Regions from separate parts of the Mus musculus genome. Here region 2 is linked to region 1. The links are chromatin contacts, called in public HiChIP or PLAC-seq maps. All regions are on one chromosome and are shown on one strand. The core of a region is the stretch at or near the end of the contact, and the rest is flanking DNA. Distances in the headings are between cores, read along the strand shown.

Region 1 (7,507 bases), core at 911-3,410:
TAAAATAGGATCTGGAACGTAAATAACAAGACACACATCCATGTTCAGTTCAGATGCATCCCCACCCCCTTTCTCCCAGCCCCACTGAAACTTTCTGCCCTCAGTAACTCCCCCATCCTGATTCATAGCTCATGAATTCTGGGTTCTTTTCTCCATTTCTTTCCTTAAATCCTCTTGTGATAGCACATGCCAGTAGGCAAATGTTGAAGAGGACAAGGAAAGAAGATCATGAGTTTAAGGCCAGCTTGGTTTACACACACACACACACACACACACACACACACACACACACACACACACACACATACACACACAGAGAGAGATAGAGAGAGAGAGACAGAGACAGAGACAGAGACACAGAGAGAGATAGAGAGAGACAGAGAGAGAGAATATGTCTCTCTCCTGGTGTGACTTTGTGAAAAAAGAAATAGCAATAGTGTCTGCCTCAGAGGGTTCGTGTGAGGACTTTGCTCTCTCTTTTGTAGCACTAGAAATTGAACCAAGCTTATTCTAATACTGGTTATCCACAGCTCAGATGTGAGGTTTACATGAAACCATTCAGGTAAGAACTTTCAAAGTCCTGGGAATAAATCCACTTAGTGGATACTGGCAGTCCTTACTACTGCTGCCTCCTTTGAGTCACTGCAGCTTAAGTGAAGGCATCCTTCAATACAGCAGAGAAGTAGCCGGCTCCATCCGAATGGCTTCTCCCATCTCACTCCACTTACATGGATGGCTCCAGGCTACTGATACTATCTATGCAGAGGACACACACTTGGGATGAAGAAATAGAAAACAGAGGTGAAAGTGAGTTTTGCTGACCTTAGAAAGACCTAGAAGTTTGTTCTATCCCTCAAAAATCCCAGTACAGTTTGCTTCCTTTCTTTCATCCACCTAGTGAGTAGGATCTCCTAGGCCTTCTTTGCCCATGATGTACATTTTTACTTCAATTTCACCTTGATATAAACCAAACAAGAGGGGGGATGGCTAGAGTCTGGTGGCCCTTTCCAGTCCTACCCAGGGATGGTTATCAATGTACCAACATCCCAGGCACACCTGAGTGTACACCAGTGAATCTGTACTTATGATTTGCATGCTATTTCTCCTCTCTTTCAAGGCCTACTTCAGTATTGAGTTTCCATCAAATGGAGAAAAGGGGGCTTCAAGCCCACTCCTAGTTTATTCTCCTATTAAGTTCATAATAAATTTTGTTTATTTCTTTAACTACAGTTTCTGTCAAGAAGTTCATGAAGAGATTTTTAACCAGTCCCATCCTTTAAGAGATGCCTCCTGAAAGCTAACCAGTCAACAGTATCACAAGGAGAAAACTATGGTCTGCTTCTTAAAAAAAAAAAAAGTTGCTGTTTTGTGATCCTGGGAATTGAGTTTAAGACCTGATGCCTGCTCAGCCAGAGCTCTATCCCTCTTTATGTTTTGTTTTGAGATAGAGTCCCACTAGTTTGCCTAGGCTACCTTGGAGTTCACAATTGTCCTACCTCAGCCTGCAGAGGAGTTGGGATCACAAGCCTGAGCCAGCAGCCTTGGCTGTTATCTGCACCTACACCCATGCCTCCGCCTTTATTAATAAGGAGCTAGCTAAACAAACAAGACTGCAAGAAAGCTCCAGAATTCTTGGTCTTAAAACAAAAAAAAAAATCATTACAGGGGGCTGGAGAGATGACTCAGTTGATGAGTTGATTCATATTTTTATTTTATAACCATTAATGCTGAGAACAGGACTTTGCATATATACATATTTAAATGCTAAAAATTGAAAGAAGACTGTTTCGGGCCATTTTAGAAGCTATTTGAACCACTCTTATCTATAACCATATCATGCTGATCTCAAGAGCTGTTGCAAATTCTGTCCTATCTCGAGCCCAAATTCACTTAATATGATTAGTTCATAAAACTCAAGTCTGCAATTCAAAAGCAATTAAAAGTCAAGCACTATAATACATATTAAAAAGCCTTTAATAACCACAATTAAACCATTATACTTCTACAACACCAGAAAACTTTATATATACAGTAAAAAAAAAAAAACACTGTAATTTACAGCATACCATATAGCCTTTAATCTGAGCCCAAGTGTTTCACAGTGGACTAGTTAGTATTGTCTGGTATGCACACACGCACAGTGCAAAGTGCACATGTGTGTCCAGAAAGAAATTATGCAATACAGTCACAAGACGAATGTGGGGAGGTGCTGCCACAGCCTCAGGTTGGGAGACAAATCTGAGGAACAGTTGGGGAAAGAAGAGCCTGACGCTGCCAATCTAAAAACCAGGAGGCTTGCTTGGTTCAAGCAGAAAAGTACACAGGGAAACATACTCGTGTCCTTGGTAGCTAAGGAACAGACTTTATCACCAGAGAGAAGAGTTGTAGATTTTGGCAGTCCTGAGCCTGGTGTAAGCAGATGGATCAACCTCTGGAAGCCTATAGAGTCTAAGAACCCTGAAATTCTAGCAGAATCCATGGCGTCTTCACCTGGATCCCTCATGCAGGGTGATCAGTTCTTAGGTGGTCTGGAAAGGCAAGGTAAGTGTTCCACCTGTACTGATCTCAGTACTGTCAATAAACTTGTAAACCCTTCTTCAGCTAGCAGTGGTTGCTACAACCCTTCAATACAGTTAATGCTCTGGGGACCCCCCCCCAACCACAAAATTATTTTCATTACTACTTAAATTATATAACTATAATTTTGCTACTGTTAGGAATAGTAACATAAATATCTGATATGCAGCATATTTGATATTCAACACCTGTGAAAAGGTCGTTTGACACCCCCCACCCCCGAAAGGGGGTCACAGCTCACAGATTGAGAACCACTGCTAACTGCTGGCTGATAGAACCTAAGGCATATTGTCTGGGGGAATCTGGGAGGGGTGAGCAAACCTGCCCAGCCCGAAGATTGCAAAACTGAGTGTGGCCACCAGAGGTCCCTAGTACACAAGAAAGGGAAGCTACTGAAATGGAGACATTCCAGTCATCCTAAATTTGTGCGAGCTGGGCTCAATGATTATCAGCAGCAAAAGAAAGCCAAAATTCCACAATTCTGTCTGACCTTATCCCCCATTTATATCATGCACATCAGTGTTTCATCTTTGATTTTGTTTTTTTCCCCCTTGTGTTTTTATTTTTGGCCACATTTTACCAGCTTTTTGTTTTATTTTGTTTGTTTTATTATAGTTGTAAAACATGAAAGGAGAGAATCTCTAAATACAGAGTGTGGGGAGGCCCTATTATCACAAGATTTTTTTCTGGCAAATCTAATGGAATAATAAAGAACATTTTTATCAAAATAAAAGTTGGAGGGACATCTCTAGCCCCCCTCATTTAATTCTCAAATTAAACACACACACCATAGTGAGAAATATACAGTGAATAAAATGTCCTAAATGTGAAAACTAAAACTAACAGTAAACAAATAGTTTCAAAGGCCTCCAAAAGTTCCTTATGGAACTGAATTGTGTCATCAATATTAAGAGCTCCTGATGCAATTTGTGTGGAACACTCTAGAAATTACACAAGCTGGATTAAATGTTCCAAGAGTTATAAATATATTACCAATGGCTCATTCTTTAAGTTGACCAGTGGACTATGCACTTCTAATTTCACTCTTGAAAATAAATATTAGGATGAAAATAATTCTTCCAGGTTGATTGAAGCTACAGTGTAAGTTTAATAATGTTTTTTATAATCAGATCAGATAACAAGATTTTCTCTACTTGTATTTTAAACCAACTGGTGAACAGAAATGTCTTTGTAATGCCACTATACATAATTTAATGTAATTTTAAAAGTTATGTGCGATTGTTGACTAAAACAAGCTTTGAGAGTTGTTAGGTCTTTCCTATTGGATCTGGGTCTATTTCCTTCATATGTATGTATACTATTCAGATGATATAACTTCTTCAGTGTATTTACTATTTTTACCTTTTGAACCATGTATGTGTGAGGGGGAGAAGAGAAAAGAAGAGAAGAGAGGGGTGGAAGGAGAGAGAGCATTGTGTGGTGCATCTGTATGTGTGTGCGAATGTATTCCATGTGTATGCTGGTGCCCTGGGAATTGAGAAAAAGGCATCAGATCTCCTATAGCTCAGTTACAAGGAAGTTGTGAGCTACCTGATATGGGTTCCAGGAACCCAACTCATGTCTTCTGGAAGAACACAAAGCACTCTTAACCACTGAATAATCTCTCCAGCTTCTTGTTTACTTTTTAAAGGGTTGGTTTGTTTTGTTTTGTTTTTTTTCTGGAGTTGGGGAAGCAGGGCTTCACTTTGTAGCCCTGGCTGGCCTGTAATTGGGGTTGTAGAGCAGGCGGGACTCAAACTCCAAGAGATCTGCTTGCCTCTGTCTTCAGAGTGCTGCGATTAAGGGTGTGCTGGCATTTACTTTTTGGTGTAGACTTTTTAAAACAAGATTTCTTTATATATTTTTGTTTTGATTTTTTTTCAAACCTCCTTTTATTTCTACTTTGTTTTAAAATTAGTACTGACAGTCAACAGGTTTCCTTTCGGCACTTCCACATCCATCACACTGAGTTTTGGATGCTCTTCGTCCTCACTACCCACCCCTCTTCCCTCATCTCCCTGCCTGAAGTCCTCATCTGCACCCTTCTGCTCTCAGTATCCCTTATGTCTCATCATCTCACTTGTTTCCTACCACCCTCTCTACCAGTTCCCTTAAAGCCTTTTATTCCCTTTCTACTTTCATGAACTCTATACTCAATCAGACACAGAAACATGCTAGGCTCTGTATTTGAAAGGGAGCATGTATATAGTATTTCTCTTTCTGAGCTTAAGTTACCTTGTCTAGTATAATATTTTCCACGTCCATTCACTTTCTCTGAAATTTTTCATTTTTCTTTATATATGAATAAAATTTCATTGGGTATCAGCGTGACATTTCCACTATCCATTAATTGGTTTAGGAACATCTCAGCTGATTCCATGTCTCTTTTAATAGAGCTAAAATAAACATGGATATGCAAGTATTTTTGTGGTAAGCTATAGCATCCTTGGGTATGTGCTCAGGAGTAGTATAGCTGGTTCATACGATAGCTCTACTTTTAATTTAATGTCTAAGGAAACCTCCAGGCTAATCTCCACAGTGGTTGTAACAGTTTATACTCCCACCAACATGAATGAGAATTCCTCTTTCCCTGTATTTTTGCCAGTATAGTTGTAATTTTTTGAACACAGCCATTCTGATTGGCGTGAGATGAAATCTCAGAGTAGTTTTAACTCATATTTCCTTGGGAAAGAGGCTCTTAATTGTTTTCAAGAATTATAGATTAACAAATGTTATTGTTTTCAAATACTAAGAGGATATCCACATAATAATCATATTTTAGATCAACTTGACAATTTTACCAAAATGTCCCTTTCATGTCCAGTCTTAATTGTCAAATGCCTACAAGTAATGTTCCTTTCTTATGTGGCTTTTGTCTTTTTATCAGACTTTGCCCTTCACTCCTCATGCCAAAAGGTATATCCTGTTTAAGTGCCCTCTTATCTGAGGCCATCAGGACTAACTTTGATCATATAGGAAGCAATGAGTAATAACTATAAATCTTCCCACACAACATGAAGTAAGGGAAAATCTTATTCAAGGAAAAAGAAAATAATAATAAAATAAAATAAACCTTAGAATTAATGAGTTCAACAAGCATCATGATACAATACAGAATACAGGATACACAGAATACACAGGGCAGGATATTCATACTGAAAAGCCCATTTATTCCTTCATATTAGCAACAAAGGCACACGCAAAAAGATTAAACAATACAATACCTTTCATAAAAGTAAAGATACTCAATCATGAATCTAACAAAACATGTATAGAGCTTTTTTGCTACAGTAATGAAATATATATATATGTATATATATATATGTGTGTGTATATATGTATATACATTCATATGGAACATTGGAAGATTCTGCACATAAGGATGTCAAGCATTTCTGAAATTATGTGCAAATTTAATGCAAAAGCACAATTTAATTTATATGGAAAAGCAAAAGAACTGAAATGCAGAAAATAATTTTGAAAAGTTACAAAGTTGAAGGTACAAGTCTATCTGATTTCAAGATTTGCTACATATATACCACAGTGTGGCATTAGCAAAGACATAGATGCATAGATCAACAAATAAAGTACAGTAAACTATAAAGTAGAACTAGACCTAGACAAATATTCCTATCATTGACAATGGTGCAGAAGCAATTCAGTGAAAGTAGATACCTTTTAAAGTAAATGAGCCTGAAATAAGGGAGGCTCTATAGGTTCTGTACTGGCTAGTTTTGTGTCAACTTGACACAGCTGGAGTTATTACAGAGAAAGGAGCTTCAGTTGGGGAAATGCCTCCATGAGATCCAACTGTAATGCATTTTCTCAATTAGTGATCAAGGGGGAAAGGCCCCTTGTGGGTGGGATCATCTCTGGGCTGGTAGTCTTGGGTTCTATAAGAGAGCAGGCTGAGCAAGCCAGGGGAAGCAAGCCAGTAAAGAACATCCCTCCATGGTCTCTGCATCAGCTCCTGCTTTCTGACCTACTTGAGTTCCAGTCCTGACTTCCTTTGGTGATGAACAGCAGTATGGAAGTGTAAGCCGAATAAACTCTTTCCTCCCCAGTGTGTTTCTTGGTCATGATGTTTGTGCAGGAATAGAAACCCTGACTAAGACAGGTCCCAAAGACAAAAGCCACTCAAAATGAATCACAGAGTTACATGTAACTACATCAAGAAGACTTTTAGGAAAATAAAAAGAGGAAAATCTTCAGGATTTAAGATTATGGGAAGAGTCAAAATGTATAATTCATAAAAGGAAATATTGCTAAATGTACAGCATTCAAATAAAAATGTTTGCTCTATGAGAGACCCTGTTAAAAAGTTGTAAGATAGACTATAGACTGGATGACAAATATTTGCTGCAAAACCACATATTCCATAAAGGACTAGAATCTAGAACATATGAACACTGTTCAAATTTCACTAGAGGGCTAGGGCTGTGGAGTCAGTGGCAGAGGACTTGGATAGGATTTAAGAGGCCCAAAATTCAATCTCCTGGTTTTGGTTTTTGTTTTGCTTTGTTTTTAATTTTTTTACTAGATATTTTCTTCAATTGCATTTCAAATGCTATCCCAAAAGTCCCCTAAATCCTCCACCCACCCTGCTCCCCTACCCACCCACTCCCATTTCTTGGCCCTGGCATTCCCCTGTACTGGGGCATATAAAGTTTGCTAGATCAAAGGGCCTCTCTTCCCAATGATGGCCAACTAGGCCATCTTCTGCTACATATGCAGCTAGAGACCCAAGCTCTGGGGGTACTGATTAGTTCGTATTGTTGTTCCATCTATAGGGTTGCAGACCCCTTCAGCTCCTTGGGTGCTTTCTCTAGCTCCTTCATTAGGGGCCCTGTGTTCCATCCAATAGATGACTGTGAGCATCCACTTCTGTATTTGCAAGGCACTGGCATAGCCTCACACAAGACAGCTATAT
Region 2 (7,047 bases), core at 3,209-5,708, 64 kb after region 1:
GTATCCCCCAAGGTTTTACAGTGCAGATTTTCTATTCTCCACATAAAGCAAAACTTCTTTCCTGGGTCTGGAAAGATGGCTCTGAGGTTGAGAGCACTTGTTCTTGCTGAGGACCCTAGTTCAGCTCTCAACACCCACATGATCGCTCACATCAGTCTGGAATTCCAGTTCCAGGTGATTCAACATCATATACTGGTCTCTGTAGGGACCTGGCATGCACATCGTGCACACACATAAATGTGGACACAATACTCATAAACATAAACTAAAACAAAGAAATATTTTTTTTTAATTTTAAGAACTTACTTTATGCCATTCACCTTCCAGAAAGACATTGATCTGAATAGAAAATCTCTGGCCCACCATACAAACGATTCCTACATATTTTTTTTAATAGTACTTACCTTGGAGGAAGAGGAATGAAGAGTGTGAGGAGAGGGGATTTACTTTTCTGCTCTGTTTTTCCATAGTTTGAAGTCTAACAGTCTTGCTATACAGCCCAGGCTTATCTTAAACTCATATCCTTCTATTTCTACCCAGAATCTGCTGGGATTAAAGGTATGTGCTGCCAAGACTAGTCCATAATTTTTACCTTTGAATAAATATAACTTCAAAAAGTTTCAACAGGAGATGCCTAGAGAACCTAATGACTCTTTCTTTCTTTCTTTCTTTCTTTCTCTCTCTCTTTCTTTCTTTCTTTCTTTTCTTTTCTTTTCTTTTTAAACATAGTGCTTGTATTAGAAAAGAGTAGGTCAATATGTTGTCATTTGAAAGTACTTCTAGTATGATAAAATAAAATTTGTATGTGCCCAAGTTTCATTTTTGTTATTGTTTTTATTGTATACATTTAAGTACTTCTTAAGTTTGTAATAATGAACATGTATAAGCTTTATTTATTTATTTATGTATAAAAGTAAACCATTTTCCCCAATACTTAAAGTGACTTGTGCATCTGGGCAGTAGTGGTGCATACCTTTAATCCCAGCACTCTGGAGACAGAGGCAGGTGGATTTCTGAGTTTGAGGCCAGTCTGGTCTACAGAGTGAATTCCAGGACAGCCATGGATACACAGAAAGACCCTGTCTCTAAAAACAAAGGAGGAGGAGAGGAAGAGGGAGAGGGAGAGGGAGAGGGAGAGGGAGAGGGAGAGGGAGAGGGAGAGGGAGAGGGAGAGGGAGAGGGAAGGAGGAGAGGAAGAGAGAGAGGGAGAGGGAGAGGGAGAGGGAGAGGGAGAGGGAGAGGGAGAGGGAGAGGGAGAGGGAGAGGGAGAGGGAGAGGGAGAGGGAGAGGGAGGAGGGAAGGAAGGAAGGAAGGAAGGAAGGAAGGAAGGAGAAATGCCACATGCACCTTGTGAAAAATTAAGAATAACATTATCGTGTCTCCTTTCGGGCTTCCCTTTATGTATTTTTAGGGATATCATCTGTCTTAGTCAGGGTTTCTATTCCTGCATAAACGTCATGACCAAGAAGCAAGTTGGAGAGGAAAGGGTTTATTCAGCTTACACTTCCACATTGCTGTTCATCACCAAAGGAAGTCAGGACTGGAACTCAGGCAGGTCAGGAAGCAGGAGCTGATGCAGAGGTCAAGGAGGGATGTTCTTTACTGGCTTGCTTCCCCTGGCTTGCTCAACTTGCTCTCTCATAGAACCCAAGACTACCAGCCCAGAAATGGTATCTATCACCCACAAGGGGCCTTCCCCGCTTGACCACCAACTGATTAAATGTCCCACAGTTAGATCTCATGGAGGCACTTCCCCAAATGAAGATCCTTTCTCTATGATAACTCCAGCCTGTGTCAAGTTGACATACAAAACCTGCCAGTATACCATCGAATTCACACTGTATATAGTTTTTCATGCTATTTTCTCCCTGTATACGGAAACATAAATATTTTCCCATGATGTGATGATATTTGAATAATCCAACTATGATTTATCACAATATACAGTGAATTAATTAGCCACTTTATTTGAACTTGAACATTTGGGTTGTGTCCAGAGTTTCCATATCAAAAATGAATGTTTGATGAACATATTCCTAATGGAATCTTGGTCTTCATTCTAAGCAAGATGGATTCCTAGAAGTGGATTACTGGGACAAAAATTCTATTTCTAGAAGCGGGTTTCATGAAAACACTTATGGCTAACAAAAACTTATGCTGATGTTGATGTATGGGAACATCCTCCTCACTTTTCTACCAGCATGTTATTCGTTTCTGCTCTTTATACCCATCCTATACAAAGGTGGCAGATGACAATGGTATTTCCATGTATTTCTTAATTACTAACAAAACTGAACATTTTATATGCTTTTATTCACCACTGATATTTCCTCATTTTTCTCCATTATGACTAGAGGATTTCACTTGTGATTTTCTTTTCTTTCTTTTTTTGTTTCTTTCTTCTTTGCCACATGGTCTGTGAGTGTGGTATGTATTTGAGTATGCATGTGTGTGTATGGGGGGGTGTGCTTGTGTGGATGGCAGAGGTTGAAGTATAGTGTATCCCTTAATCACCCCCCCTTAGATAGCAGGGCAAAAGATAGTCTGTTAACCTGTTGCCCACTCCCCAGCTCTGCATTAAAGGCTAGCTGCCAAACCCTCATAGCTTTTATATGAGTGCTGGGGATGGTGAAGCTGGTCTTCCACTTGCATGCCAGTGTGTTTTGCCCACTAGGCCATTTCCTCAGCCTCTTAACGATCTTCCTATCAGTTAACATGAACACTGAAAGATAGATTCTTTTTTTTTTTTTTTTTTTTTAAATATTTATTTATTTATTATATGTAAGTACACTGTAGCTGTCTTCAGACACACCAGAAGAGGGCATCAGATTTCATTACAGATGGTTATGAGCCACCATGTGGTTGCTGGGATTTGAACTCATGACCTTTGGAAGAGCAGTCGGCACTCTTAACCGCTGAGCCATCTCACCAGCCCCCTTTTTTTTTTTTTTTTTTTGGCCATATTAGTTTCAAATGAAAACATTTTTCACAAGTTTGTTATTTTTTAAGAAATATCTTTGCTGCTCACAGTACTCTGTGAAAGGGATAACTGGATTCTAACCGGAGCTGAGTGCTCTCAGTTTGAGCTTGTTTCATGATGATTAAGTTGAAGAGTTTTGACAAAAGATCTGGAGGGGCCGGTTTAGCTAATCCTAAATTTAGCTCTGGGGGAAAAAATGTGTGGGCTGGATATAAAGAGTGTTTGACTCATTACACTTTAAGAAGATGGGGGGGGGCAGGGATTACAGCAGTGTTTGCCAAAAGTTTTCAGAATTTAGCCAATTCTCTGCACAAATCTCTTGCATGTAAGTGGTGTACAAACAGGATTGTATGGAAAAGTCGTGCCCTGCTCTGCAGATGTGTGCATGGCTTGGTTTTAATTATTCTCCTTTTTCTTATGTTACCGTTTCCCAATTACAATTTAAGGGGGGGGGCAGCCAGATTAGGTCTCTGAAAAATAGGCACAATCCTTGTTCCATAGAGGCCTGCTCCCGTGCAGCCTGTTTGCACACCAGAAGCCTGGGAATCTAAAAAGATAAAATCTAGGATCCTTCCAAACTCCAGCGTTTATCAGGGGCTGTGCTCAGGGTTACAGTGACTGCCAAGGGTAGTTTCCACAGACTTCAAATAGAAGAATGCTGTCAAGCAACGGAACTTTGAACATTATTCTGGTATTTCTATAGAAAAAAAAGGCTCAACAACAGAATGTCAGTTGTTGATTACTGGTGCCTTGTGACTAAGCATAATTGATGATTTCAAAAAGAAAAAAAAAAACTTTAAGAACAAACGCAAAATCTGGCGATCTGAGCTCCAGATTTTATAGAATTGACAGGCCTGTTACCTGACTGGCTGTCCTTTGGGTGTTAGTCCCACAGCTTTTGGGCAAGAATTGGAGGCGAACCATCCCAAAATGGATGTTCGAATAGTCTAGGACTGTAAGGTGAAAAGGAGTTGAAGGCATGATATTAGAGTATCCCAAAACAGCTACCTGGCTCTAAGGGTATGGCCCAGGGGAGAGAGTATAAGGGGCTTTAAAATAGAAGCGAAGCAAGAGAAATGCGACCTCATTTTAACTGACGTCATTTGCCGCGAGGAGCGGGCCCTAAAGTCAAGGCTTCCCCACAGGGTCAGCGGGAAGCTACCCACTGTACCCAAGAGACTGAGCTGTGTGTCTGCGAGCTGCACTATGATCTGAGGGTGCCCGGAAACCGGGGCAGAGGCCCAGCAGGTAGAACAGAGAGGTGGGCTGGGCTCGGTGGCCCTGGTTGACGGAGCGGTTGAGGGAGAAAGACCAAGACCCCCGAGGCTACATAGGGGGCCCGAAGCAGAGGCCGAACCAGGCCCAGCTTGCCCGAGCCAGCCCGAGCAGGGCGGGGCGCTTAGGTGGCCGCGAAGGGCGGGGGCTTATAGGCTCCGCCCCCGGAGCCCCGCCCCTCCCGAGCTTTTCTTCCTCTGTCAAAGAACGCTGCGCGCCACTGTTCGCTGGGAGGGCGGAGGAAGCGGACTGTTCCGGAGCTCTGCCTAGCCGGGCCCAACCTTTGCTCCAGAGATCATGGCTGCCGAGGATGTGGTGGCGACTGGCGCCGACCCGAGCGAGCTAGAGGGCGGCGGGCTGCTGCACGAGATTTTCACGTCTCCTCTCAACCTGCTCCTCCTGGGCCTCTGCATCTTCCTGCTCTACAAGATCGTTCGCGGGGACCAGCCCGGTGCCAGTGGCGACAACGACGACGACGAACCACCCCCGCTGCCCCGCCTCAAGCGGCGCGACTTCACCCCTGCCGAGCTGAGGCGTTTCGATGGCGTCCAGGACCCGCGCATTCTCATGGCCATCAACGGCAAGGTGTTCGACGTGACCAAAGGCCGCAAGTTCTACGGGCCTGGTACGGAGGCAGGGCCAGGGGGTCGTGGAGACAAAAGAGGGGACCCTGGCGTGGAAGCGGGGCGGGAGAGAGGCCGGGGGAGGTGGGGCGCCCCCGTGGGAGGGTCGGAGGGAAGGCGGGCAGCAATGGGAGCGGGCCGGGGGCACGAGGCTCTGGGTGGGTGGGGGTGCGTACGGGGGGATGGGATGCCCGAATGAGGCTGAGCCTTGGAAACCGCGGGTGGGAGGGACAGCGAGGTCCGAAGCCCCGGGATATTAGGGAACTTTTCGAAGGTAGTGGGCTTTGGGGCGGGGGTCCTGAAAAGAGGGGGAGACTTCGGATTTGAGGGGAAAAAATGAAGGTGTCTCCAGAGAGGCCCAGACACTTGAGAAGACGTGGAGGCCGATGACGCCGGAGGAGCCATGGTGGAATGTAAGGGTGTGTAAAGAGAGAAAGTGGAGAAGGGGATTAGTGTCAGGTAAAGCAGCATTGTTCCTGGCGGAGAATGTGTGTGTGTGTGTGTGTGTGTGTGTGTGTGTGTGTACACTGTGTGCATGCGCAGTGAATGTGTGTTTGGTGTACACCGTTTGTCTGGGGGGTGGCGCTTGGAATGTGACATGTGTTAGGTATGTCTTTGGTATGTGTATGTGCGTGCAGAGTGGGGTGGACTCAGGCTGGATGATGAATAAGCGACCAAGCTTGGTTGGATGCATTAAGAGCAGTGTGTGGTGGACTATGGTAACATGGTGAGATGGTCAGAAACACCATATTTAGTGTATGATAGAGTGGGGAGACTGGGAGGTGGAAAAAATAAAATGAAATGAAACGGGGGTGGGAGGGAGGAGTGGAAGGGTCCTGAGAAACAATAGGGTAAGGCTGTGAAGCCCGATGGGTGGGGGGATTTCAGGAAAAGCCAACCAAGGGGAAAACAAGAGATGGACAACTCCCCAGAAATGAGGCTTTTCCAAACTGGATTGCCTATCACAATCACCTGATGCTTATGAAAAATACAGATTCTTGGCCTGACCATCCATAGCCACACTTAGATCTCTGGGGCAGGGGAGAGGGCTAAAAAGATCTACATTTTACTCCTCTGCTGTAGGGAAATGGGGAATCAGCCAGATTTAGAAAGCCCTGCTTTCTAGAACATTTAGAGAGGAAGAAGAGGCTTTAGCTCTCCCAATATGGATTCCTCTAAGCACCAGGAACTCGGGGCTGGGGGGTGGGTATGTTCACATGCTCATTGGTCTGAGAGGGAAGACTAGCCAGCACTAATCCAAACCAGACATACCCACTCTGTTACGTCTCAGAGTCCAGCCAATCAAAAGCACATGTGCCAAAGGCTTTTTAGTGAACTCTCACTCTTCCTTTCTGCTTTCAGACATTTTAGAAAATTACGTTCTGTAGGCATGTGACTGCAAAATAATAGGAAAACTACATATTGTTTGTCACTGTAGTCACACATTATCCATAAACAATGGTGTAATTACCCATAATTATTAAGCTAAACCATAAGGTAATCAACACAAATGCACGAGGCCTCGTCATCTGGTTGTATTTGCAAAGTCATCACATGGGGATCCTCCGTGCTTTCAGAGAGCACAGCTGGAGTCAAGCTGTCTCCATTCTAACCAGGTAGGTTACAGTTTGCAGAGTCATCCTGCCGGATATCGATGTGTGTACTGGAACAGCTACAACTAGGAGTCAACCTGCACTCTACATTCTAGCCTCGCTGTTGTCCCTGACCAGCTGTGTGATCTGGTGCAACGCCCTATGGTCTCAAGGCCTTAGTTTTCCCTCTGGGAACATAAAAAGACAAGCACGCCCCCAGTGTGAGGAGGCCAAGGAACACTGATAGTATCATAGTGGAAATATTTTCTGTTACAGAGTACTCTTAGAAGTGAAGCCATTTGAGTGTCTAGTACTCTGTACAGCACAGTCGTAGATGCTAGCGAGTAGCAGTGAGTGAAAAACACAAAGCTCTGCTCACCAAGCATCTAGTTAATATGCTTTGTAGTGAACAAAATATACTCTCCAAAGACTATTAATATTTGCCTTAGATCTTGTTTAAGTATGCATTACCAGTCCAGGGACTGTAATTTCTAAAATGGTAAGAGTCCAAACCAAGACTTTGACTTTGTTTCCAAGCACTAGGTGATACTATTTCCATTAGCAGTATATATTTTGT

What was found. HiChIP or PLAC-seq counts read pairs in DNA pulled down with a chosen protein or histone mark.
Region 2: an H3K27ac HiChIP or PLAC-seq map of hepatocytes shows a contact between it and region 1, with 2.8 times the contacts expected there. The contact joins the promoter of Pgrmc1 here to the enhancer-like site in region 1. A contact is called at or near these places in 1 of 39 promoter capture datasets (hippocampal neurons), 5 of 484 Hi-C or Micro-C datasets (cortical neurons, liver, myeloid progenitors and 1 more), 3 of 115 datasets of contacts at active chromatin or transcription factors (forebrain, hepatocytes and neural progenitor cells) and 1 of 9 other capture datasets (adipose tissue).

The regions. Positions count from the first base shown.
Region 1 is chrX:36,531,796-36,539,302 of GRCm38.p6, forward strand. No RefSeq gene overlaps it. Among named protein-coding and RNA genes, the nearest start is that of Gm14569, 43 kb to the left of the region's middle. Within about 2 kb of position 2,161, at least 3 of the 459 cell types and tissues checked have an H3K27ac peak or open chromatin away from gene starts, as enhancers often do. A contact at or near this core is called in hepatocytes and liver, where this site is marked.
Region 2 is chrX:36,593,735-36,600,781 of GRCm38.p6, forward strand. Pgrmc1 (progesterone receptor membrane component 1) reads left to right here and starts at 4,459. Exons shown (of 3, transcript NM_016783.4): 1 at 4,459-4,880. The coding sequence starts at 4,553.